Linked DNA regions of Canis lupus: region 2 is linked to region 1. The links are chromatin contacts, called in public Hi-C maps. All regions are on one chromosome and are shown on one strand. The core of a region is the stretch at or near the end of the contact, and the rest is flanking DNA. Distances in the headings are between cores, read along the strand shown.

Region 1 (5,764 bases), core at 1,955-4,454:
ATATTATCTTAGTATCTTTCTAGATATTTTAGCATAATAACTTATTCCAAATTTCCTTAGGGTTATTTGACTCAGGCACCTAAACATGGATTTTTTTTCAAAGTGGCTTAAATTTACCTCAGGAATTATTCAATTTATTCTTACTCATCTTGCCTTTGGATTTTTTTTTTTAAGATTTTATTTATTTATTCATGAGAGACACAGAGAGAGGCAGAGACACAGGCAGAGGGAAAAGCAGGCTCCATGCAGGGAGCCTGATGTGGGACTCGATCCTAGGTCTCCAGGATCACACTCCAGGCTGCCCTATACCCTATACTTCTCTTAGTGAGGCTTTTACTAAAGTATTAGGGTGAGTATCATATAACGTCTGGAGTGGAAGTAGTTCCTTTCAATTGTTAATCTTGGGAAGGAAACAAAGTCTAAGATCATATATTGGAAGTTAAAGCAGAAGTTAATTATGGCAATATGAACTTACAGGATTTATTAAATATTTTTATCTTGGTCTAATCTATTTACACATGTTGAATAGATTATATGATTTCAGTGGGACACTATGAAGTCAAGTAACCAGTTTGTTTTATAATCAATAGGAACTTTTGAGTCTACAGAATGTCTGACATTATGTGTATGCTCTCCTCAGGAAGTTGCCTTCTCGCCATTCTCCCTTACCCTTCTTCATTGCTCCTAAGTTGTAAATCTCTTCACTAAACTGATGGGAGTTGGGACGGCTGGGTGGTTCAGTGGTTGAGCGTCAGTCTTTGGCTCAGGGCATGATCCTGAATTCCTGGGATTCATATCGGGCTCCCTGCATGGGGCCCGCTTCTCCTTCTGCCTGTGTCTCTGCCTCTCTCTCTCTGTGTGTCTCTCATGGATAAATAAATAAATAAATCTTAAAAAAAAAAAAAAAAAAAAAAGCAGAACTGATGGGAGTTTCTTGGCCCTGAGGTGGAACAGAGTTATTGTGGGTTCCCAACATTCACCATTCTAAACATCATTTCAGAACCATTGGCTAAGCAGTGTTAGACATTTGTGGGTTCTTGAGTTTTAATGTAGAGTGATTGAGATGTTTTAATATACCATAGAATGCAGCTTGATAAAATTAGTAACTTTTAATCTCTTTCCCAAAATTTCTAGTTTCAGTAATTGCAATATTTTTAAAAAGCAAACTACCAGATAATTTTTACTCATTTAGGGAATTTGGGAAATTGGTCATTTAGAATAACAAAGAATGTATTCCCATTTTAGGTTTTTGTTATTAATTTTGCTTTTGCCTGTCACCTTTATAAAATATATACTTTCCTCTTGAAATTATGCTAAAGATGATTTATCTTCTTCTTGATGATAATGATTATGTAAATCAGTTATTATGCAGTACTGCTTTGCATTTTGATCTTTTTTAGCATGGTGGGCTAATGTATGATAGAGAAACTGAGATAATTTGAAGACTGCATCAAAAAATGTGAAACTAATAAGGAATAAATAGAAAGCCCTTGCAGAAAGTGCCCTTCCTGAAAAAGTGTACTTCTGAGGAGTAGGATCTTTTGATTTTTTTTTTTTTAAAAGATTTTATTAATTCTTGAGAGACACAGAGAGAAAGGCAGTGACACAGGCAGAGGGAGAAGCAGGCTCCCTGCACGGAGCCCGATGCCGGACTCGATCCCAAGACGCCGGGATCACACCCTGAGCCAAAGGCAATGCTCAACCACTGAGCCACCCAGGCTTCCCGGATCTTTTGATTCTTATTAAAAGATGAAGGCAACGCATAAAACTGTTAATTGGAATTAATAAAGTAGTCCCAACTGATATAATATTAGTTATGTTTCAACCATTATAGATGAGTTCATGGTAAAGGAGAGCAAGAAGGCTAAGATACAGACGCTAAGGCATTTAGATGTCCATGTTCTTTGAGCACCACCTCAGCAGCACTCTGTAATATATGCGCTCACTCTTGTTCATGTTCCTCTTTCTTCTTACACTGTTAGCTGTTGATTCCTGCTGCCAACGAATGTCTCAATAAATAACTTTTCTTCCTCTTTCTAATAAATTTTTCACTTCTAATCTTTTATATGCTTAGTGGTCTTTTTAGAATTATATCTAGAATAAGAGCAAATTGGTTCTGCAAAGGGGTATTTTTAAGTATGTGGTACCTGAGACGTTAACACATGGGACTGATGATGTCTGCTCTTTCTGTTTGTCTGTTTGGTGGTTTTTCTTATGCTAACTTATTTTATGAGAAGCCAAGATTTCCAAGTCGTTGACTTCTGGAGATATAAAAAAATCTTACTATGTTTCCATTTATGAATTATATATTTTAGTATGCCATACTAGTAAATACATGGTAAATGTCTAGTATGATCTTGAGGTTAAAATTAGGTAGCTTTTACTGAGGGCTAATTGATTGTTAAACAAGACTTTATAGTACAAACTTACTGGCTTTCAATACACATCTTTAATAAGAGGAAAAAATGAAACCGAAAATTGACCAATTAAACTTGAACATGAAAGAATGAGCTAGGAAGTACACACTTTGAAACAATGGAAAACAAGGACAGGATTCCACATCACAGTATTTCTGTGAATTGTAAAGTCCAATTTTCATGCCCAGTAAGTTGGCTAGAGGCCACATATAATGTCAGGGTCTGACCCTTTCCAGAAACACAGTTTATTTTCTGTAATATTTTGCTTGTTATAACTACTATGTTGTCTTGGTCTCTTGTGTGCCATTGTACTTGTTAGAATGCCTCCATCTTTTGTTTTGCTGTTATTTGGCTTCTTTATATTAGAAGTGCTTCAGTCCTTGGAAATTATTTTCCAGAATTCTGTTCGGAAATAATATAGAATGGTATCATTTTATAAAAGCTTAAGTTTGATTTCATTCATAAAAAAAGAATATGACATCTACTTTAAAATTTGTGGTTCTGTTAAATCTGAAAAGTATTTCAGGCTAGTAATAGCTGCCTTTGAGTAACAGTATTTTGTGTACAAGAGATTTGCTCCCCAAATGCCACATTTTAAGGTTGTAATATTCTTAGAAAGTGGGAGAAAGTATTCACATCAAAGAAGGCATTTTTATTACATTGGATTACGCAAGACTTTGGCCAGCCTCCTTAGCTTCATCTGTTTAAGGGTTCATTTTCGCTTGTTTGGCACAAGTCCCAGTACAGGCCTTCAGAATTGTGGTTAGCAACATGAATGAATTACAAACTTTGGACCAGCTCTCCAGTTAGTGGAGCTGGCTTCCTGCCAAAAAGACAGTGCCTTATATGGGGTCAGGGCAAAGCTGTGATTCGTTGAGCTCTGCATTGTATAGAAAACATACTTGTGATGCCTGTTTGCTTTCTTTTAAAATAAAAACAAAACAAAACAGAAAAAGCAGCAGGCTTCCAAGTCTATCAAAATAGGAAGTAACAGAATAGTGTGCAGGTTTTACTAATGACAGAGTTTAAGCAATGGAAATATCGCTCTGTATAGTTAAAATACTAAAAGTAGAAATTGGACCTTTTGACCTCCTTCGCCAGACTGTGATGTAAGAGACTGAAGCATTTGTTAGACATCTGTTGTCTACCTGCCCTTATTTTGTAAATGGTTTAATAAGATTAAATAATTAGTCATATGTTCACATGGTTACCATTCCATTGAGTTTTGTTAGTGAAGCAAAAATAACTTTGTGCCAGTCTTTTTTTTTTTTTTATTTGGAATTATGTAACTTTTCAAAAATTGAAATATTGTAATGGTAAAACAAGAAAGAATGAAATTTGGTCTTCAGAAAGTCAGGAATGTTTGCTTATATTTTTAGGTTTGAAAAAATAGTTACTAGGTCAATGAGGAGGAAGAATATGAAGGTATTTTCAAATATAATTCATTTATCTTTGTCATTCTTTTCATTTAGGCAAATACCCTCTCTGGATCTTCTCTTAGTCAGGCACCATCTCATATGTATGGCAGTAGATTAAATCCAAGTTCATCAATGGCAGCTCTTATAGTTCAGTCTGAAAACAATCAAACAGGTAAGTTTTCAAGAATTTTTAAATTCTCCCCCAATGTAAATCCACCCTCCTCCCGCCATTGGCTTATTTTATTTGAAAAATCTAAAGGTGTGGTTAATACAGGATTGTGCTGCACACACACACCTCCACCTTAACCAAAAGAGTCACAGTTGGAAGTAAATAGTGTGCTGTGCTGCAAAATAGTGATGTGCTTTTTTTACTGTCTGAAATGTAAATGTTTAAGCAGAGCCATCAGCAGGCAGGAATGCAACAATGTCTCCTGTGACTTTTGTGATTGATGTGTTCAGTTCTCAGTTCTGTGCAATGAAAGTAACATAACACTGGGCTTTTCTGTGAATAGCCTAAACCTTTATTTGCATAATTCATGAAATTGCATTACACAAACTTGGTTTAAAAAAAAATCCTGTTAGAGAATTTCTACAGTGTTTAGTAATCCTGTGAATTTTTACCAGTTGACATTTTGTAGCATTTGCCTCTTGTACTGTTTTAATGAGCCACTGGATTTGCTTTGTTTCATTCCATCCTTAAGGATTTGTTGACATGTCCAAGTAGTCATGCCTGTTTGGGGGAAGGGAATGGGTTTAGCAGTTCACCAAGAATGGATCAGTCATGTCTTTACCCTTTAAGGGTCAGAGGTTACCTGACTCAGAATAAGGGGAGGACAACCTTGAAAGAGGCCAGATAGGGTGATTTTAGAAGGAACTGACTTGTAGGGGAAATACAAGTTACTTTTCAAGTGGAGATATTCAGTGTTACCAAAGAATTATTTTGAAGAAATTAAGGATAGAATGCTATATTCCTACTTATTTTTGTCAACTTTAAATTTTGAATTTTGTCAACTTTAAATTTGTAGCGTTATATTTAATTTTATTCTTGGTGTGGGGGTCCATGTAATATATGTAATTTTAGTTACTGTGTGTGGCTGTATGTAATACATTATGTATTTTATGACTTGTCTTGGGATGCAAAGTGTTAAAAAATACAAAGCATAAGGATTTGCTGTGATAAGCATACAGATTAGCTGTCCACAGCTGTGATTCATTACTTTAACCGTAGAAATTAAAAGTGGCTGAGGGGAGGGTACTGCAAATGCAAACCACGCTTCTGTGCTGTAAAATTGAAAGGAATGAAAGAACGGAACATAATCCATGGCCTTCTACACCCACAAAAACATGTAGGGACAACGCCTTAACATGCCACAGTTCAGCAATTCTGAACTAGCAATATACTAGATCTTCTACTTTCATAGTAACTGCAAAGATAGTGGTAAAGGTTTTATGTACGATTTAGGAAAAATCAGGGCAAGAGCTTAAAACCTCTTATCTAGTGAGAGTCACTTTATCAGCTATGAAATATTTACACTGCAGATCAAGATCTTGGAGACAATAGCCGCAGCCTTGTTGGCAGAGGAAGCTCACCCCGAGGAAGTCTCTCACCACGGTAAGTATTATTTACTCTGCAGAGTATAGGCAAAGGAAACATTTTGAGATTTGGAAACTTCTTTATCTCCTATCAGAGCGAACATTTGTGAGGCTGTAAAAGCATTTTGTAGATAAGCATGTCTGGACTGTCAAGAAAAATGATTCTAAATTAATTTGAATATTAATTTAACCACATGGTTAGATTTCTAAGCTTTTAAGAAGACATCCCTTTTCTTAGATTTCCGATCAATTTCAACTCTCTTGTTTTTATCATTTGTATATTTAGCTGCTGGTTCTACTAAATACATTAATTTGGCTAATTTTTCTTGGTCATGA
Region 2 (5,764 bases), core at 1,385-3,884, 250 kb before region 1:
AGAAGCAGGAACAACCGAACCACAGCCACTGCCCACGAGTGCGTCACTCAGTCAGCAAAGGGGCTTGGGAGCCCAAGGCTTGAATTTGGTGCATTCGTGCAATTTGGAGCTTTTCGACTTAGTATTGATCCCTAAACTCAATTTTGAAAACAGCCTCCATCGCAGCAGTGTGGGTTGTGTTATCCCCAGTATTCGCAAGGCATCGATTGGACTAAAATAAAATGCATCCTACGCTCCTCAAAGAAGGAAGAGGCAGGGACAGTCACAAGAGGAATAGCAGAAAGTGCATAGTTAATATGGGTTGTACGCGAATCCGCGAAACAAGTGCTTTAAACCCAGGGGGATTTCACGTAATAGCTAATTTGGTGAGAAAGCGAGTGTGCGCAAGCGGAGGGCCATCTTAGAAGGCCAGAGGATGGGGAAAGATACAGGTTTTTCTGACCGGAATGAACATTTCCTTGTGATTTGCATTTGCTAATGTCCGAACCCTTAGCCCGGGCCACCTAACTCGCCACCTCCCTCCCCCCGCCCACGTAGGCTCAGGAAGAAATTCTCTTTCCCTCTGGCCGCCCTGCTTGAGCTCAAAGGCTGCAGAGAGGCGGTTGCTGCTTTTCCCCCGATCCACCGCCGGATCTTAACTCCTGGGAAGGCTGCGGGGCCAAGCCCGGGGAGGCGCTCTCCGTCTGCCCCTCTCCAGGCCTGCAGGATCCGGTGGGGTCCTCGCCCCAAAGTTAATGGAACGAACCCAACGCCTGCCTGGTTTTGCCCAAACCCTTCCTGGGTCGCAACTGGCTGGAGAGACAACTGGAGAAGATGGGAAAAGGAGAGAAGACTATCTTATCCTAAAGAAGAAATTCTATCTCTCTCTCTCTCTCTCTCTCTCTCACACACACACACCCAAAAGCCTTGCCTCTGATTTCTCCTGCCTTCTGAGTCCATTTCAGGTTAGAGAGAGAGAGAGATCGCGCGGAGAGAGAAAGGAAGAAAGAGAGGGGGAGAGAGGAGAGAGACAGCTTTCAAACAAAAGACGAGGAGGCGCAGGCCGGGGTCTGGAGCTCTCCTTCGGGGGGCTGCTCGGTCCGTAGCCCCTCCAGCCACCACCCCCCCATCCGGGGTGTTCGGGCGTTAGGAGGCTTGGCCAGGCGGGCCTGAGCGCGCGCTCCACGCGGCCGGAGACCTGGAGACAATGCCCAAGCACCAGTTCCACCCCAGCGCGGCCGCAGCGGGCGCCGGGCCGGCGGGCCTGTGGCCGGGGCTGGGGGGCCGGAGAGGGGCGCCCGGGCCCCGCTCCGCCTCCCCGCCGCCCTACCCGCCTGGGTCGTCCCGGCGCTCTCCGTGCTCCCCGTCCCACTTAGCAAGCTGCTCTTGGGGGCCCGCGAGTTCAAAACACGCCTTCTCATTAATTAAAGCCGGGAAGCCCTCGCCACTTTCTTCCCAGGCCGAGGCACCGTCTCCAGGGGTCGCCCGGGCCGCTCTCGGGCCGCGTCAGCTTCCGCGCTGGGCCTTGGAGGCCGAGCGGCCATTTACTGCCCTCTGATTGCGCCGAGGACCAGGTTAGCTCATAAAGCCTTTCACACTCAACAATGGGGATTTTCTCAACAATTAACAAGAAACAACATAATAAAGCCATTTACAAAGACCTTGCTATTTACTATAAATTAGGCACTCTTTAAGAGACCAGTGCGTAATTTCACACACTTTACAACTGGGGCTGCATTTTAAACACCCGGGAAAACAAGCTTGTTGCACTTTCCTGTGACCTATCTGTGGTGCACCTCTGTTTCCCCTCTTCTTCTGGGAGCAGCTTTGTTTGCATCGCTGCACTCCAACCTCTCCAACCCAGGGTGGTTTTCCAGGTCACTGTCTCACGCTTCCCGTTTCCAGGTCATCATTCCACTTTCAGAGGCACTGAGAGGTTCCAAGGACAGGAACCACGGCCGCCAAAGAAAGCAAGCCTTGCCCCATCACATTTAACCCCCTCTTTGGGAGTTCTGCAGGGGCCTCCCCTGACTCCCCCCCGGCCGCAGGTCTTGGGCCACTTCCCAGAAGGCGTTCACAGCCATGCTGGCTGGCCCAGTGTGAAGCCTCATCTCTTTGCCACTTGCGTTCCACACATGCATTTTGGAGACCTTGGCCAGCCCCCCGCCCAAAGCAAAAAAAAAAAAAAAAAAAAAAAAAGGCTGGGCCCCATTTGCCTGGGACAGAGAGATATAAGGCCTGGGCGAGAAGGTGAGAAATGGCTAGGCGGTGTGTGCGTGTGCCGGGGTGGGAGCTGACCTCAGAGCACACAAAAGGAACGCCAAGTGAGAGGAGGCGGTCTGGTCCCCGGGGACCGGCCGCGCGCCCTGTCGCCCCTGCTCCGCGTGGGCCCGTCCTTGAGGCCACTGGGACCTGAGGCTGCGTAGACAGGAGCTGAGGGCCGGGCCGGGCCGGGCGCACAGGGGTCCGGGCCCTTCCGCCCCGGGAGCCAGTAGGTGACAAATTCAGAGGAGAGCAAGATCTGGGCGGAGAAAAAAAGTCACAAAGAAATTTGTTTGCCACCATGCAAAATGGCGGCATTTAAACATCTTTCTGGTGCTGGTGGCCCAGGCCACAGAGCTAGGAGCTGCCCCGGGTCAGCACAGCGGTCACACTGCGGCACCTGGGTGGAGAGCGAGGGGCAAAGGGACCCCGGGACCCCCACGTCCCCCGGGCCGGCCCTGCGCCAGCTCGGCCGTCCCCGCCTTCCTCCCAGCCCGCCAGGCCGAGCCCCGCGCCGGCAGCCCCCGGACACTGACCCCTGTTTACAAACACAGCCCGGGGGCGGGGAGGGGCGGCCGGATCCCGGGCTGGCGGGGTGGGGGCCGGCCGCTCGCGGCCGAGGACGCCACCAGCAGAGAGGAGCGAGGAGTTGGTGCGAGAGAGCGGGCCCGGCAGCTGGAAAGGACTGAACGCCTTGTTTTTGAAACTGTCAATTCTCTCAACCCCTATTGTGAGGGCTTCATGCAAAACATCTCAGGCCTTTTAAAGTAGGAGCTTGTGAGGCCGCCACAGTTTGAAAAGGAGCGAGAGAAGAGCGGGGGCCTAGGGCATGGGCAAAGAATGATAGCTGGGCCCCCTCCTCCTTTTTTTTTTTTTTTTTTTTTTTGCAAAAGAGGGCCTGCCAAACAGGTAAAATGCAGCCCTCCCCCAACCTCCTGGATCTTCCCTACGTCCCTACCCCCCAGGCTAGTTTGCAAAAATGCCCTTTGGCCTAGGGAGCAAACCAAAACCAAAGCTAGTGTTAAAAATAGTTCTTTCTTCCAGGGAAGGGAAAAGTCCCAGGGAAGACCTGGGTGACCGGGTGGACTCCCTAAGGTGGATGCCCTGTTCCTCCTTGTCAATTTCCTGAGGTTAGTTGATGAGGAACCTTTAATTCCCCCACCCCCACCCCACCCCCACCCCCGCCACTTTGGCTCTTGGAAACTCCCTTTTCACATCCTTTAGCAGCAGGAAGTTATTTTCAAGGTGAAGCAAAACTCACATTTTCTATCTTTTGTAGATACTAATGCTTTATTATTATTATTATTTTTAACGTGAGGACTTTGTTTTTGCTTTTTACCATGGAGGATTTTTGTTTCTGTTTTTTCTGAAAGGGAAAAAAATGCTTTTGAGGAATTAGTCTATATCTTTTCCTGCATTCAAACAAAACTATCATTCTCATATCAAGCAGAAACTTCCAATTCTTGTGACCGGAACTTTGAAAAATTTCTAGACCATTGAAAGTCACCCAAACACAGATAAGATAAAAATCCACACACCAGCCCATCTAGTTTGTGTTATTGCTGTTTAGTGGTGGCTCCTTGTTGTTGATTTTAAAATAAACAACCATTATTGAGATTACTGCACTGTAATCAAGTAAGCCAGTAGAAAAGAACACCCACTTTAAAAAGTAAATAGTTGAAAAAGAGCAAGCTGTATTTTCTAAGAAGGCAGATAACCTGACTATGGAAGACAGCGTACATACATCTTTTTAAAAAAATAATTAAATCTTCATTTCAGAGTCTTATCAGGAAACTATTTTTATAGGAGACCAAAAATAAGCTTGTTTACCCAAAAAAAAGTCAGAGAAGGAGCCCTTTCCTGCATTTTGTGAGTGTTGAGCTTTAGACACAGGACTAAGTGACCCTGGAACCATGTAGTGCCTTTAAGAAAAAAATGCCATCACCTGAAAACAGTTAAATGTAAAAATGCAATCTATCAATGGAGGTAACTTTGTTTTTCCCTCAATAAGGCTTAACTTTTTGAACAAATGGGACATTTATAGCATCTTAGAAAACCTAGATGTTGTCATTAATCATAAAACAACCAAAATGAAATAAACTGAACTGGGAATGATTCCCACAACAGAATGGGAAAACAGCTAAGGGACTACCAGAAATGGAAAGAATACCTTTTATTTGTAAGTTACTGAATACTATTTGGTACACTCTTCTAACAGAAGCCCCAACTCAGATTTTGCTGTGGTTGGCTGGCTTGTTGTAGTACTGTGGGGTGAAATTTGTGTTGACTATTTAATTTCTTTCCTTTTGATGGTATCACTCTGGAATGCCTCGGCCTCCATGCTGCTCATTCTCCAGCTCCTATAAACTGAAACTATTGATTCTCTGAGGGCTAGAGACCAAGTGTCAAAGCTGGAAGCCGATATTTTATGTCAGAAATTCCATAGGGTATATTTGTTTTAAATCGTGCTTATTCCATCTAGCAGTCTTCCCACACCCAAGATCTGTAGGCTTCAAATATATTCTCAATTTATAATATAGGAACAATGATTCCATAGCCAGCAAGAGAAGTGCTGGTCTAAATGAGGAGTGGTCATCATACTTTGAACTCTCTTGACTTAACAGTAATTAAAGAATAGAAATTACAGATTTCCCGTGTGTGCATGTCACCCTTTTTAACAGATTGATTTTTGCAGGACAAATCACTGCACCCAAATTCTGTATGACCTTCCAAAGAGGAAAGAACTCAGACTGAGAAGCCAATTGTTCAGCTTTCTGGGGGCTTTAACTGCAACTTGTACTGGTCTTTGGAATTATATACAAACAGGAATTCAAGGATAACATCCCTCAATTTTTGTTTTGACCATATCTAGCATCCCAATAAAAAAGGATCCAGTGAACCTACATCTGGCAACATTCAAGAAAGAAAGGAAGGGAGACAGTTCAAAGCATCTGTTTACTCCATCCAAATGTATTTGGATGCAGGTATTCTGAGCCTCTGTCCTTTACAGTAAGAGTAAAACCACAGAGCATATACAGCAATTAGAGCTGAGACCATCCAGATCTATCTGAAACATTTAGAGACAAAAGAAAAAATTTCAAATGGAGTAGGACTTAGATGGTTAAGGGAAGGGGAAAAAAAAAAAAAAAAGACTGAATTTCCATGAGAAATACTGACTAAATTCACACGGTAAACATCTCCTTGATGTTTTGTTTTGTATTCTGATTTATGGTCATTAGATGCAACTTCTTAGGTTTAAGATGGCAAAGATCTGAGCTACATAACTAATTGGACAGACTAAGGGAAGTATATCAAAAATTATTAGATTTAACTTTCATTAAAAATAGCAATTGATCTTTGCTTCACTTTCTTAAACCTGAAACTTTTGCACTTGATTTGTAACAAGTTTGTACAGTTTTGTTGTTATTTAGAAAGGAATCCAGTGTTCTGCACAGAACCTGACTGGCCTCATCACATGGCATTACAACAAAACACTACACCCAATAAATGCATTTCTTTCAGG

The links. A called contact is a pair of places that touch in the nucleus more often than the background predicts.
Region 2: a contact with region 1 is called in a Hi-C map of skin fibroblasts, with 2.5 times the contacts expected there. The contact joins two enhancer-like sites. A contact is called at or near these places in 2 of 9 Hi-C or Micro-C datasets (amygdala and skin fibroblasts).

What each region holds. Positions count from the first base shown.
Region 1 is chr2:9,188,706-9,194,469 of UU_Cfam_GSD_1.0, reverse strand. It overlaps MLLT10 (protein AF-10), which reads left to right. Exons shown (of 25, transcript XR_005355186.1): 16 at 3,890-4,007; 17 at 5,375-5,447. Among named protein-coding and RNA genes, the nearest start is that of MLLT10, 230 kb to the left of the region's middle. Within about 2 kb of position 3,204, at least 4 of the 20 cell types and tissues checked have an H3K27ac peak or open chromatin away from gene starts, as enhancers often do.
Region 2 is chr2:9,441,886-9,447,649 of UU_Cfam_GSD_1.0, reverse strand. No RefSeq gene overlaps it. Among named protein-coding and RNA genes, the nearest start is that of SKIDA1, 7.7 kb to the right of the region's middle. Within about 2 kb of position 2,634, at least 5 of the 20 cell types and tissues checked have an H3K27ac peak or open chromatin away from gene starts, as enhancers often do.